Regions from separate parts of the Sus scrofa genome. Here region 2 is linked to region 1. Evidence: chromatin contacts called from public HiChIP or PLAC-seq data. All regions are on one chromosome and are shown on one strand. The core of a region is the stretch at or near the end of the contact, and the rest is flanking DNA. Distances in the headings are between cores, read along the strand shown. Region 1 overlaps LOC102167892 (a long non-coding RNA gene). Region 2 overlaps WNK1 (serine/threonine-protein kinase WNK1).

Evidence for each region. HiChIP or PLAC-seq counts read pairs in DNA pulled down with a chosen protein or histone mark.
Region 2: an H3K27ac HiChIP or PLAC-seq map of alveolar macrophages shows a contact between it and region 1. The contact joins two enhancer-like sites. A contact is called at or near these places in 10 of 47 Hi-C or Micro-C datasets (embryonic fibroblasts, heart right ventricle, mesenchymal stem cells and 4 more) and 2 of 2 datasets of contacts at active chromatin or transcription factors (alveolar macrophages and skeletal muscle).

Annotation. Positions count from the first base shown.
Region 1 is chr5:67,888,600-67,895,530 of Sscrofa11.1, forward strand. LOC102167892 (a long non-coding RNA gene) reads left to right here. Exons shown (of 5, transcript XR_002344143.1): 5 at 135-6,727. Among named protein-coding and RNA genes, the nearest start is that of WNK1, 110 kb to the right of the region's middle. Within about 2 kb of position 3,977, at least 57 of the 83 cell types and tissues checked have an H3K27ac peak or open chromatin away from gene starts, as enhancers often do. A contact at or near this core is called in alveolar macrophages, where this site is marked.
Region 2 is chr5:68,067,389-68,074,173 of Sscrofa11.1, forward strand. WNK1 (serine/threonine-protein kinase WNK1) reads left to right here. Exons shown (of 29, transcript XM_013997884.2): 4 at 4,979-5,199. Among named protein-coding and RNA genes, the nearest start is that of WNK1, 70 kb to the left of the region's middle. Within about 2 kb of position 2,818, at least 1 of the 83 cell types and tissues checked has an H3K27ac peak or open chromatin away from gene starts, as enhancers often do. A contact at or near this core is called in alveolar macrophages, where this site is marked.

The sequences.
Region 1 (6,931 bases), core at 2,727-5,226:
GTGAAAAGGCAGCAGACTGCACAGCAGCCATTCTGGAAGCTAAAACTCTACTCAGGCAGACTGTCAATCAAGTGCAAAGGCATTTTCGATTATGTTAGTAAGCAAAAAGTTTACTCCCTTGCTCACTTTCTTAGGAAATTACTGGAAAATATGCACAACCAAAACAAAGAGTCAATCAAGCAAGAAGGCATGGCATCCACAGGACAGTGGGGAGAGCTGCTCAGCACTACCCAGCACAGAGGGGAAGGAAGAAAGGGGTGGAGGAAGGACGGAGCCAAGAGGAAGAACGGAGCAGGGAGGAAAGCAGAGTCAGAGTCCTCCCTGGTACCAGCTCTTCCTGAGCCCCAGGTTTCCTGTGGCACTGGCTCTGTGAGACACCCAACATCCTTGTAATAAATTCCTTGTCCTGCTTAACCAGTTCACGCTGGATTTCAGTCACATGCAGCCAAATTGTTCCCCTCCATACCTTTGCTCCCCAGTCAGAACCAGCAGCATCAGTATCACCTGGGAGCTGGCTAGAAATGTAGGCTCTTGGGCCTCCCCAGACCTACTCAGCAGAATCTGCATTTCCCCAAGATTCCCAGGTGACTTATTTGCACATCAAGGCCTGAGAGGCACTGTCCCAGCAGCCCAACCTGCTGGGTGGATTAAAGATGACATGAAATCCCTGACCCCATAGTGAGTACTCTTTGTAAAGTGTTCAGAGGAGGGTGAGGAGGGAACTGGGAGTGTTGGGAGTGACCATCTCAGGAAGTGTTCCTGGGACCATGGCAAGTGGTGGCTCTGAACCAAATTACAAAGACAGACACACACAGTAGAGAAGGGAGAAAGCACATGTATACCAGGAAACGGGTTTCAGCTCTGCTCCAGGAACCTGTCAGGTTAGTGAGTCCAGGTGCCGACGTGGGAATCCGTGAAGAAAACCACGTCTCAGGTGTGGCACTTGGCTGAGTGAGTGACAGACACTCGGCATCCGGATGCTGCCCACTGGCGAGTGCTGAGCTCACGCTGCCCTTTTGGCAGACAGTGCAGGCGGCCTGCCCGGTGCTCAGGAAGTAGATCGGGAGGAAGTGTCCTGAGTGAGCAACTCCTAAATGCTTTTTCAGACAGAAGCCTGTGGCCTGTGGCCTGTGGGACTGGGGGCGGGAGGGGAGCGGGAATGAGAGGAGGCTGGGGGCCGCTGTGGGGCGGGGGTCGGAAATCTCATCCCGCTCTTGGCAGGAGCGAGGCTGCCTCCTGGCTCCCGTCCTCTTGGCCACTTTCTTTGTCCCGGGGGTTTCGCTGACTCTCCAACGCCAAGCAAATCTAAGTAAAAGCTGGGATTTTAACAATTTTTAAAGGAGAAGGAGACGTGCTTGTAGAATGCCAGCGCCCCATCTCAGCCCTCATTGTGTGTGGAAAGAGGACATCACTCCAGGTCCATACCCCCCCCAGGAGTCACCGGTCACTGCTTTCTGATTGTCCACCCATTGTACGGCTCTGTACTCCTCCTCGGCCGTCTCTCCCGGAAAAGCGCTGAGAGTCTGCACAGTGCAGTTCCCCGTGCTGTGAAACATCTGCAGGACTCTCCTCTTCAGAAACAACAGACTCCACCGTCAGCCAGGGCTGTCCTGTGAAGGCCAGTTGTAGTCACCACCCCTTAGCCACGACAGCAATAAAGACCTGAGGGCAGACTACAACCGCAGCAGACAGGACAGCGTGCGCTCAGTGTGCCTAGACTTTCCTAAGCACGGTGCCGGCTCATTGCCTCCTCACAACAACCTGTGAGGGGAAACCCAATCTCAGTCCCCATTTCGCAGATGAGAAAGCTGAGGCAACAGGATATCAAATGAGGTCACAGAGCTCATAAGTGGCAGAACTGGACTCAAACCCAGGCAGTCTGGTTCCTCAACCACTGTCCTTCAGCCGCAGGCACCAGCGTGCTGATGGACAGGAGTCAGCGACAGCTCTCCTGCAGACTGCTCCTATTCCAGCCATAACGAGCCAGAGCTATGGGATGCTAGCCAGCCAAGCCGGGGCGGTGCAGTGATGGGCGAGAGCAGGGGTTCCAGAATTAAAAGATCCGGACTGGACTCCTGTGCTGCCCCCTTGGGAAGAAGGACCTGGTGCTGGCTGGAGCAGAGCCCCAGTCCTTCTGGTGCCCTCCAGCTGACCTGTGTGACCCGAGCCAGTCTCTGTCCCTGGCTGGGTTTCAGTTTCCTTGCATGGAAGTGGACTAAGTGAGTCCAGTGATTCAGTCTACACCACGCTCATGGAAGAGTCACCACCTGCACAGAGATGTGTCCACGTGCAGGTGCTGAAGGGGCCAGAGAACACAGACCTTGCCTTTGTGCGCCTTCCTTTTGTAAATCCTTTAGATCCAACAAGGCAGTTATTATCCTGTTTTTTAACTGGTGGAAGTGATATTTGAATGCGGAGGGTGCTCAGTTCAGCTGTAGCTGAACAAAGTGGCCCCTGGATCCTTGGCTCAATTCTGTGCTGCCAAATCTTCCCCCTCTGTGGATATCACGTGTCCGAGAACGGCCAAGTCCACCTCGAGTTCCTGACTCCCGGTCATTGTATCCACCTCCTGCCCGACATCCCCATCCGAAAGGCCCAGAGTCAGTGCTGCTGAGGTACTGGAACCGCCCCGATGGCGCCTCCTTTCTTGCCCAAAGCGTGGTGCTGGGGTGGCAAGTGTGTCCCTGTGCACCGTGACTCAGGCCCCTCTGCTGACGCCAGCCAAGGCTCTGGCCAGGCAAGTAATTCCTGGTGAGCCGGAAGCCTGCGGCTGAAGGTGAGGGCAGGCGGGTGGCGGAGAGGAGGGGCCTGGGGACACTATGTCCCTCTCTTGGCCACCCCTGCCCCCACCGTGGGCTCCCACATGATGGCTGGCATCTGCCCTGTGTGCAGTAGGCACTGCACAATGCCCGCTGCTGGCTTAGCTGCTCCAACATGACCGTGGGATGGGGCGGCGAGGCAGAAGCCCGCCTGTGGGTCCAGCGCCTGAAGGAAATGACTTCAGCCCCCCTCGCTCAGCAGCTTGCGCTGTGGCTACAAGAACCACAGCACTGAAACTGCCTCTTTAAAGAACTCTGTGTTATAACACTCACTTCTGCAGTCTGTCTCAAGAACTTCCTGTTCTGCACCCTAAGTTAGGAGAGGGGAAGAGCCACTTCCTTGACATGGTGGACAAGAGCAGAAGGGGTTTAGACATCACCAGTGTAACCCTAGCCTGGCCCATCCTCCCCTGCTGGCCACGCTCTTCCTTGGCGATAACTTCTTCCCAAAGCTGCGGTCAGGAGAGATGGGCGCCTTCGTGAGTTCCCAGGAACCAAGACCATATTACTTGTGTAGGATGTTGTCCCCCAACATCTGCTTGGCCTCCCAGGGTTGCTGACTGGGCGCAGGACCACCTGGCTGGTCCTTTCCCAGTCTCCCTGGCAGTGTGTCCATGTTACCAAGTTCTGGCCCATGAGAAGCTAGCAGCACTGACTGTGCCCTTAAAGGAAGGCCCATGCCTTCCTCACCTCTCTTTCCCCGGCTGGAATGTGGGAGCCATCCTCAGCCATGAGTACAAAGCAGACATCCTTAGGGAAGAGCATGGCTCGAAGGAGCCTGGGTCCCCAACACTGCTGCCACCGTGTCATCCCTGTCCTGTTTGCACTGAAACGGTTACACCCACAGAGAAGTGAACCACCATCTTGCCAAAGTCTTTCTCATTTGGGGTCTGGTTACAGTGGCCACATTTGTGTCCCCCACAGCCCCCCCTTTATTTGTGTTTTTGCAGGTATTTTGAGGTGACACCCCCCTGCCCCTTGGGCTATCAGGGCAGTCACAACCTCTCTTTCTCTGAGATGCCCTGCTTCACTCAGCCAGGAGGTGGCCTAGTGAGATTGTGTCTGTAGGATTATCAAGTGGCCTATGATTGCCCGGCTCCTCTGGCTGAGTGGACTCAAGGCCAGCATCCCATCCAGGCAGCCAATCAGAGTCTCTCTCCCCTGTGTCTGGAAGTGAGATCACTGTTGCTACTGAGCCTGTGCTGATTATAGGAACCACGATGCACAGGGAGGAGCAGAAGCGAGAGGCCAGGCAGCCCCAGGGAGGCAGAGGGAAGGAAGCTGCCTGGGTCGGCGTGGGCGGCCTGGTTTCTGCTTCCAGGCCCATGTGTGGGCCTCCTGATCATGCTGCTCATGGCTCCTGGGAGCGACCTTGCTACCCTGTAGTAAATCCCCCCTTTTGGTTTTAGATGCGTTAGGTTCATTTCTGTCCTATAACCAAAAGTGCCTGGGTGTCCTCTGATCCTTGTAAAGATCTGTGTATCCTTACAAACTGGGACCCCACTCTGCAGCCCACCGCCCCTACACAGGATGCTTCTTTGCAACCAGCGAAGCCTCAGAAGTGAACTAGATGGATGGATAGATTCATCACCTGGTTGGCTAGCAGGCCAGTCTATGGACTTTCCACTGGCTGATGGGCAGGTCTCATGGACTCACAGGACTGGGGTGAAGAGGACAAAAGGCACCAGGCAGTGTGGCCATGGAGGTTTAGTGATGCACCCAAAAACACAGGGTCCAGTGGAAACCTGATGAGACCCTGGCCCTGGCCCCCCAGGGTTCCTCCTCACTTCCCTCACCTGGCTGGCCTGATGGGGGGTCTCTGAGCCACCAGGAATAGCTCCCACTTACTGATGAGTAAAACCCCTGTGACAGCCATGTCAAACCAGCCACTTCTGTGGCTCCTAGAAAAATGCAAACATATCATTTTCTCTTCTTTCTGGGTCATTTTCTCTACTTCCTCACCATTTTAAAGAGTCGATGGCTTTTCTTCCACTGAAGGAGTAACGAGGGTCCTGCACCTCGAGCCAGGCGTGGGTGTGGCACTTCCCAAGGTGCGGTCTCGTTTAAACCCTGCAAGCCTTCAAGAACCCACCTTCCAGAAGAGGAAAGAGGTTGAGGGAGGAAAAGCAGCTATAGGCTAGGGGCGGAGTCAAGGGAATGGCAGGCTGGCTGGAAAGCCCGGGCCTTAAATCCACATCCTAGTCCTACTGAGTGTCCATCCCTCCTCATCTTTTTGCCTCTACTTTCCAGCCTTCCCCACGGGCACCTGCTCAGCTGAGCTGGCCTGCGGCCTGGGGGCAGGGGCGGGGCAGGGGGAAGACCACCTGGGTGCTCAAGGGGGGCTCGGTGGGTGGCATTCTTCCCCTGCGACCCTACCCTGGGCTGTCCCTCTTCCCCAACAACCTCCTCTGCAGTCCCTGAGTCCCTGCCTCCCCCTGCTTCCTGCTGGCAGGCGGCTACCCTCCCTCCTCCATTCCCTGACACTCTTTGGTGCCTGGATCCCTGTGTGAATCCGGCCTCTCTCTTACCCTCTGCAAAGCACGTCCTTGTTCAGAGTAGTCCCCGAGTTTGCTCACTTTTCCCTTAGAGAAGCCAAGGCCTTAGACCTCAGGGCTCAGCCTGCCCGCTTTTCGGGCCAAGTTTGTACCCAGAGCTGAGGAGCTCACGTTCTTCACATGCCGGGTGGTCTGCGTGGTCGACCCCCTTAGAGCAACATGCAGATGAGGAAGCTGCCTGCCTTGGGGAGGCTTGGTCCTGGGCCTGATGTCTTGGCCTCTTCCCTGCAGTGCACACACTTGTATCCTTGATGTTGCCATGGAGGCCACACAGGGGCTCCAGGGAAATTCTCTGAAAAATCAAGGGTGAGCAGTTCTGTGAATGTGCAAAAGGTGTGTGTGTGTGTCTCTGTGTGTAGGAATCCTCTTTGGTTTTGCTGTGATGATAGAAATAACAGTCTATAGTTATCTCTTCCTTTCTGATAAATGAGTGATTCTCACAGGAGAGATGCAGGCCTCATTAGGAAGGTATGTCGGCATCTTAGGGGTCAAAGTGGTAAATAGAGACTCGTATGCTTATCAAAAGGAACATGATTTTTTATTTTTATTTTTGGTCTTAACATTTTATTTGTTTATTTGTTTATTTATTTATTTTTCGGGTCTTTTTAGGGTCGCACCTGAGACATATGGAAGTTCCCAGGCTAGGGGTCAAATTGGAGCTGCAGCCACCACCCTACATCACAGCCACAGCAACGCCAGATCTAAGCTGCATCTGTGACCTACACCACAGCTCACAGCAGTGCAGGATCCTTAACCCACTGAGGACGCCAGGGATCAATCCCGAGTCCTCATGGATATTAGTTGGGTTCGTTACCTCTGAGCCGTGATGGGAACTCCAGGAGTATGATTTTTTTAAAAGGACTGATCCTGCCCTTGCAGAGGCTGCACCTAGTCTACTCTTTAAAGCCCAGCTCAACTGGGAAGCCCTCCCCAGCTCCACAGGAAAAATTAATCCCTCTTTCTCAGTCTTCCCAGAGCACTGGGTTTATCCACCGGGATAGTGTGTACTGTGGCACACAGCAGAGAGCTGCATGTGAGACTCAGCCACGGGCTGCATGCTCCTGGAACATGGGAAATGCCCCACATGACTTCTGTCCCTGCTTTAGGATCCACAGACAGGCAAGAGCAGGTCCTGTTGATGGGCAGAGAGGTGGCGTGGATGTAGGAAGTATGCGGGAGGACGGGGCTGAAACATGAGGACCAGTCCCCGGAGACGGGGTGTCAATCACAGGGGACTCTGCCCAGGGTGAGGGGCTACAGAGAGCTTTTGTAATGGGAAGGGCCAGAGGTGAGCTGATTAGAAAAAGCCGATGATGAGTCCTGGGGGCAGAAGACATATCAAGAAAGTGGAGGACTGGTTCAAGGAAATTTCTGGGCGTGGAAACCCAGAATCACGCTGTCTTCCCGAGTGGCTGCCTGGCCGAGGTAGAGACAAAGTCCTACAGACAGAACAGTTCTAGGAGCAAACTTGAACCTCTCTGGGAATTGAGGCCAGAGGAGGGAAACAGGAAACAGAGGCAGTGATGATGACCTGATTGTTGGGGTCAATTCTGTCAC
Region 2 (6,785 bases), core at 1,568-4,067, 180 kb after region 1:
CAGAGAAGGAAGAACATCCCAGCTATATAGCTCCTGCAGGTAGTAGAGCTTGGTAAAGACAAACTGAATGCTTTTGTTCCTAGATAGAGATAGGAGAAAGGGATAATAACAATTCAAATATTTCTGTAACTTTATTATGATCAAAGTATTACTAGGGGCTTTATGAACCCTGTAGAAAAGATGTTATTTCTTCAAGCATTATTATCATATGGCTTTAGTTTTTTTAAACCATGCAATAGGGAAATCTTCCCTTTTTTTTTCTTTTTAGGGCTGGACCTGGGGCATACATATGGAAGTTCCCAGGTTAGGGGTCAAATCAGAGCTGCAGCTGCTGGCCTACACCACAGCCCCACCAGATCCAAGCTGCATTTGGGACCTGCACTGCAGCTCACAGAAACACTAGATCGTTAACCCACTGAGTGAGGTGTCAGGGATCAAACCTGCATCCTCATGGATACTAGTGCGGTTCTTAACCTGCTGAGCCACTTCGAAATCTTCACATGTTAATCAGTACCTCTTACGGCTCCTATGTATGTTAAATTGGGCAAGTAGGAAAACCCATCAAATTAGTGATGGGAGTCAGAAAATTGCTGAACAAACCTACATGGTCAAGTCTTCAAGGACAGTAACTGGCAAGGTAAGCATGGATGATAATACTTCCCCTTCTGACTTGGCACATGTACCACAGTCACAAAAAACCTCTCCAAAACAAACCCCAAACATTTGAAAATTTAAAAAAGGCAGAAACACTTGCCTCTGAACAAGACCAGAACCTCCTTGCTAGCTGCTAACAACCTAATGCAAACAACTTTATTCCTGATTTTTGGAATAAAAAATCCAGTGTGTTTAAAATTGGACTTAGTGGAAATTGAAAACTTTCACATAGCCAAAGATATTATCAACAGAGTATAAAAAAGGCAGCCCACAAAATGGGAGAAAATATCTGCAAATCATGTAACTCAAAAGGGATTAATATCTAGAATATTAGAGTACTCCCAAAACCCAACAACAATAAAAATAAATAACTCAATTTGAAAATGGGCAAAAGACTTGAATAGACATTTCTGCAAAGAAGATAGCCAAATGTACAAATAGCCAATACGCATTTGCAAAGATGCTCAGCATCACTGGTTGTTAAAGGAAACACAAATCAAAACCACAGTGAGATGCCATCTCACACTTGTTAGAATGGCAGTTATCAAAAAAGACAACAGATAACAAGTGCTGAGGAGAAAAGGGAACCCTTGTGCATTGCATTGCTGGTGGCAATGTAATTGGTATAGCCACTATGGAAAACAGTATGGAGGCTCCTCAAAAAATTAAAAATAGAACTACCATATGATCCAGCAGTTCCACTTCTGAGTATCTATCCAAAGAAAGCAAAAATACTAACTCAGAAAGACAACATGCACACCCATTTTGTTGCAGCATTATTTCAATAGCCAAGAAATGGAAGCAGCCTAAATGTCCATTGACAGATGAATGGATGACGAAAGTGTCATGTGTATTATCTACAATGAAGTACTGTACAGCCATAAAGAAGAAAATCTCCCGGAGTTCCTGTCGTGGTGCAGTGGAAATGAATCCGACTAGGAACCATAGGGTCACGGATTCGATCCCTGGCCTCGCTCAATGGGTTAAAGATCCAGCGTTGCTGTGAGCTGTGGTGTAGGTCACAGACGTGGCTTGGATCTTGTGTGGCTGTGTGTAGGCCAGTGGCTACAGCTGCGATTAGACCCCTAGCCTGGGAACCTCCACATGCCGTGGGTGCGGTCCTATAAAGACAAAAGACAAAAAACAAACAAACAAACAAACAAAAACAGAAGAAGAAAATCTTCCAAAACATGGATGGACCCTTGGGGACATTGTGCTAAGTGAAATAAGTCAGAGAAAGACAAATACCATATGATCTCACTTACATGTGGAATCTAAAACACAGAGAGTTCCCATCGTGGCATAGTGGAAACGAATCTGTGGAAACCATGAGATGTGGGTTCAGTCCCTAGCCTCGCTCAGCGGGTTAAGGATCTGGCCTTGCTGTGAGCTATGGTATAGGTTGCAGACACGGCTCAGATCTGGCACTGCTGTGGCTGTGGTGTACACCCCTAGCCTGGGAACCTCCATATGCTGTGGGTTCGGCCCTAAAAAGCAAAATAAGCAAACAAACAAACAAACCAACATCAAAACACTAAACTCTTAGATACGGAGAACAGATTGGTGGTTACCATAGGCAGCAGTGGGGATGAGGAGGTATGAAGTGGATGAAGGTGAACAAAAGGTACAAACTTCCAGTTGTAAAATAAATCTTGAGAATGTGATGTACAGCGTGGTGACTACAGTTAATAATGCCGTACTGTATATTTGAAAGTTGCCAAGAAAGTGGATCTTAGTTCTCATCACAAGGAAATTTGTAGCTTTGTGATAATGGATGTTGACTAGACTTCACAATAGCTACATATTTTGAATCATTATGTTATATCTAAAACTAATGTTATGTGTCAATTATAGCTCAAAAAAATTAATAGAATTACTGTATGTTCAACAATTCCACTTCTTTTTTTTTTTTTTTTTTTTGGCTTTTTGGCTTTTTGGCTTTTCTAGGGCCGTATCCTCAGCATATGGAGGTTCCCAGGCCAGGGGTTCAATCAAAGCTATAGCCGCCAGCCTACGCCAGAGCCATAGCAACTCGGGATCTGAGCCATGTCTACAACCTACACCACAGCTCACGGCAACACCGGATCCTTAACCCACTGAGTGAGGCCATGAATCAAACCCACAGCCTCCTAGTTCCTAGTCAGATTTGTTAACCACTGAGCCACAACAGGAACTCCAACAATTCCACTTCTGAGCATATACCCAAAAGAATTGAAAGCAGAGTTTCAAAGAGATAATGGAACACCCACGTTTAAAGCAACATTATGCATAATAGCTAAAAGGTAGAAGCATCCCAGGTGTTTATCAGGGAAAAGTAGATAAACAAAATGTGATATATAAGTACAATAGAATATTTTTCAGCCCTTTTAAAAGGGAAGGAGATTTTGACATATGCTACAACAAGAATGAACCTTAAGGACATTATGCTACCTGACATAAGCTAGTCACGAAAAGACAGATATTGTATGATTCCACTTAAATGGGGTAGTAGAGTAGTCAAATTCATAGAGACAGAAAGTAGGGTAGTAGTTGACCAGGCCAAGAGGAAGGGGAAATGGAGTGTCATTGTTTTTAATGACTATAGAGTTTTGCAAGGTGAAAAGAGTTCTGGAGGTGGATGGTGGTGATGATTGCACAGTAATATGAATATACTTAATACCACTTACATCACAGCTGAATCCTTAACCCACTGAGCAAGGCCAGGGATCGAACCCGTTTCCTCATGGATACTAGTCAGGTTTTTTACTACTGAGCCACAATGGGAACTTCTTGCATTTATTATTTTTAACTTTTCACAACATGCTTAGGGTTGATACTGTACAATTTCATATAAAAGTAAAGGAAACCTGAACAGATATAGGCCCATTTATCTCTAATACTTATATACTCTATGCTATAAGTTTCATATTTTACATTTACATAATATATAGATCCTGTAATACAGTGTTATAAATTTTCCTTTAAGTAGTCATATGTAACATAAAGATTGTAATAGGAAAATGTAGTCTTTCATATTTACCATTAGTGTTCTTCATTTTTTTCCCTAAATATTTCCAGATAAAATAGCATCTGCACTCAATTCATCAGAAATTTCTGTTTTGTTCTTTTAGCATTAGCTGGGCTGCTTGGAATCTACTACCCATACACATATTTCAGAAGTCACCCAGGGATTTGGGTAGAGTGATATGCAGAACTGGGGCTCCCCTTCTATACCTCCTTTTTGGGATTCTGCACCCCACCCCGCCCCTTGCATTTGAGATCTCTGCTGTTCAACAGAACTCTCTGTGCTGACAGACATATTCTGTAATATGCACTGTCCAGAATGGTATCCACTTGCCACATTCACTTAAAATCGAGCACTTGAAATGTGACTAATTCAACCAGGAAATGAATTTTTTTTTACTTTAACTAACCTTATGATTAATTTAAGTAAAAATATTCTTTTTTTTTTTTTTTTTTTTTTTTTGTCTTTTTGCCATTTCTTGGGCTGCTGCCGCTGCATATGGAGGCTCCCAGGCTAGGGGTCAAATCAGAGCTATAGCCGCCAGCCTACGCCAGAGCCACAGCAACACAGAATCCAAGCTGAGTCTGCAACCTACACTATAGCTCACAGCAACGCCAGATCCTTAACCCACTGAGCAAGGCAAGGTGTCGAACCCGCAACCTCATGGTTCCTAATTGGATTCGTTAACCACTGAGCCAGATGGGAACTCCAAAAATATTCTTATTTGATTAGTGGATATTATATGATCATTGTAGAAAGTTCTTTTGGACAGCACTGTTTTAGATGCCGCGGTCATCTCGACCTCTGTCTATCCTCATATTCATTCTTTAGTTACTAAAGCTACAGGTTTCTGTCCATGTTTGAGTGACCTGCACAGTCAGACTAGTGCTTTCCCTTTTCCTTGTGTGAACTCCCTTCCAATTTGTGCCTGATTTTGATTGCTCTCAAGAGCGTTAAAGTAGTTGTTTTGTGGTGTGTGTGTATTTTTTCTTTCTTGAGTTTGTAAGTAATCTGCATCCGGTAGGAGTTGCTCCACCATTTACCGGAAGTTGAACTCTGCTTTCTTAACTTTAAATCTTTTTAGTAGTGATCTAATTTTAAGGGATTTATTTTTTTGGGCTTCGTTATCAGAATTTGCTTCCCAAACACTTGTTATCCCATCTTTTCCACTTACTAAAAGTAGCACTAACCTAAGGTGACTGAATCTTAACATTCTAAATTTGATATTCCCATCTCAGTTATGCTAGAATTAAATGGAATTTTTCAAAGCAGTATACACATATCATTGATAACCTGTTTGGTTTACCTTACCTTTTCTAGGTACCTGAAAAGGTTCAAGGTGATGAAGATCAAAGTTTTGAGAAGCTGGTGCCGTCAGATTCTTAAAGGACTTCAGTTTCTTCATACTCGAACTCCACCTATTATTCACCGGGATCTTAAGTGTGACAACATCTTTATCACTGGCCCTACAGGCTCAGTCAAGATTGGAGACCTAGGTCTGGCAACCTTGAAGCGGGCTTCTTTTGCCAAGAGCGTGATAGGTATGTTTCAAGTGTACCTTTCTGACATTCCTTTTATTTAGAAACCTGACACAGTCAGAGCTTTTATTGCATGAAATAAACATTGAAAAATTCATAGCATGAACCGAGGAGGTATTGTGGAATTCTCTGTATTTTTGTCTCAAGAATCATCTTGAAGATTATTGTTGTCTTGTAAAGTTACATGAAGAGAAGTAAGGTGAACTTTGTTGACAAAAGCTTCTGTAACTATCAACCTTACTGAGTCATTTTGTTGGTACCTAGTATTATACACTTACATGTATAACAGATAAAGCGTGTTACTTTCCCCATAAAAGAAATTGAATTTATGTGTAATTTAGTTTCTGAAAAAGTCTATTGGATATATGTGTATTCAAAAATATCTTTGTTAGAACTTTCATGTGAAAATATGACAGTTCATTATCAACTTTTCTTACTCCTACTCTTCAGAAGATATATCTAAAGCAGTTTCCAGGAATCACCTGGTGACCTAGCAGTTAAGAATCTGGCATTGTCACTGCGTGGCTCAAGTCACTGCTGTGGCATGGGTTTGATCCCTGGTCTGGGAACTTCTGCATGCCACATGAACAGCCAAATAAATAAATAAATAAATAAAACCGTTTTCTCCCTCATTACTATTGACATTTTAGTTTAGACAGTTCTTTGTTATAAGGACTGTCTTGTACACTATAAGATGGTTTAGCAGCATCCCTGATCTCTACTCACTAGATGCCAGTAACATGCCACACTTGGCCACTTTCCCCCAGTTTTACAACCAAAAATGTCTCTGGACATTGTTGGTTATCTCCTCTGGGGCAAATCGCCCCGTTGAGAATCACTGATCTACAGAAAAAGGCTCTCCTTTCAGTCTTTATAGAGTTATATCTGGAAAAATAATTGATTAAATTTCAGTCTCTGAGGAGGATATGACAATATGAACACTTGAAATCTTGCTAAAAACCAAAAGGTGACAACAATGGGAAGAGTAAGAAAGCCATTCATTTTTAAATGGGCTAGAATCCTATGTTGTTGTTGTTTTGCTTTTAAGGGCCGCACCTGTGGCATATGGAGGGTCTCAGGCTAGGGATCTAATGGAAGGTACAGCTACAGGCCTACGCCACAGCCACAGCAACACCAGATCCGAGCCGAGTCTGCAGCCTACACCACAGCCCATAGCAATGCAGGATCCTTAACCCACTGAGTGAGGCCAGGGATCAAACCCGCAACCTCATGGTTCCTGGTCAGATTCGTTTCTGCTGTGCGCAACAAGAACTCTTAGAATCCTATGTTTTAAAGAAAAGCATAGAATGCCAGTAATTTGCACATCCTTATAAAATAATATTATTCTTGGGATGAAACTTATTTAAAGCTGAATTTCTTTTTTGCCTTCCTTATAGGAGAGAATTCTTTAATTGTCTTTGGCATCTTAAACATCTCTGGCTGAGGAGGGTCTAACTTCTTTCCTTCCTTCCTTTCCCTTCCTTCCTTCTTTTCTTCCTCCCTTCCTCCCTCTTCCTTCCTTGGTAATCCTGTTCTTAGAAGTGTCATATAATTTGAGGTATCCAGACTTGGAAACATTGAAACCTGGT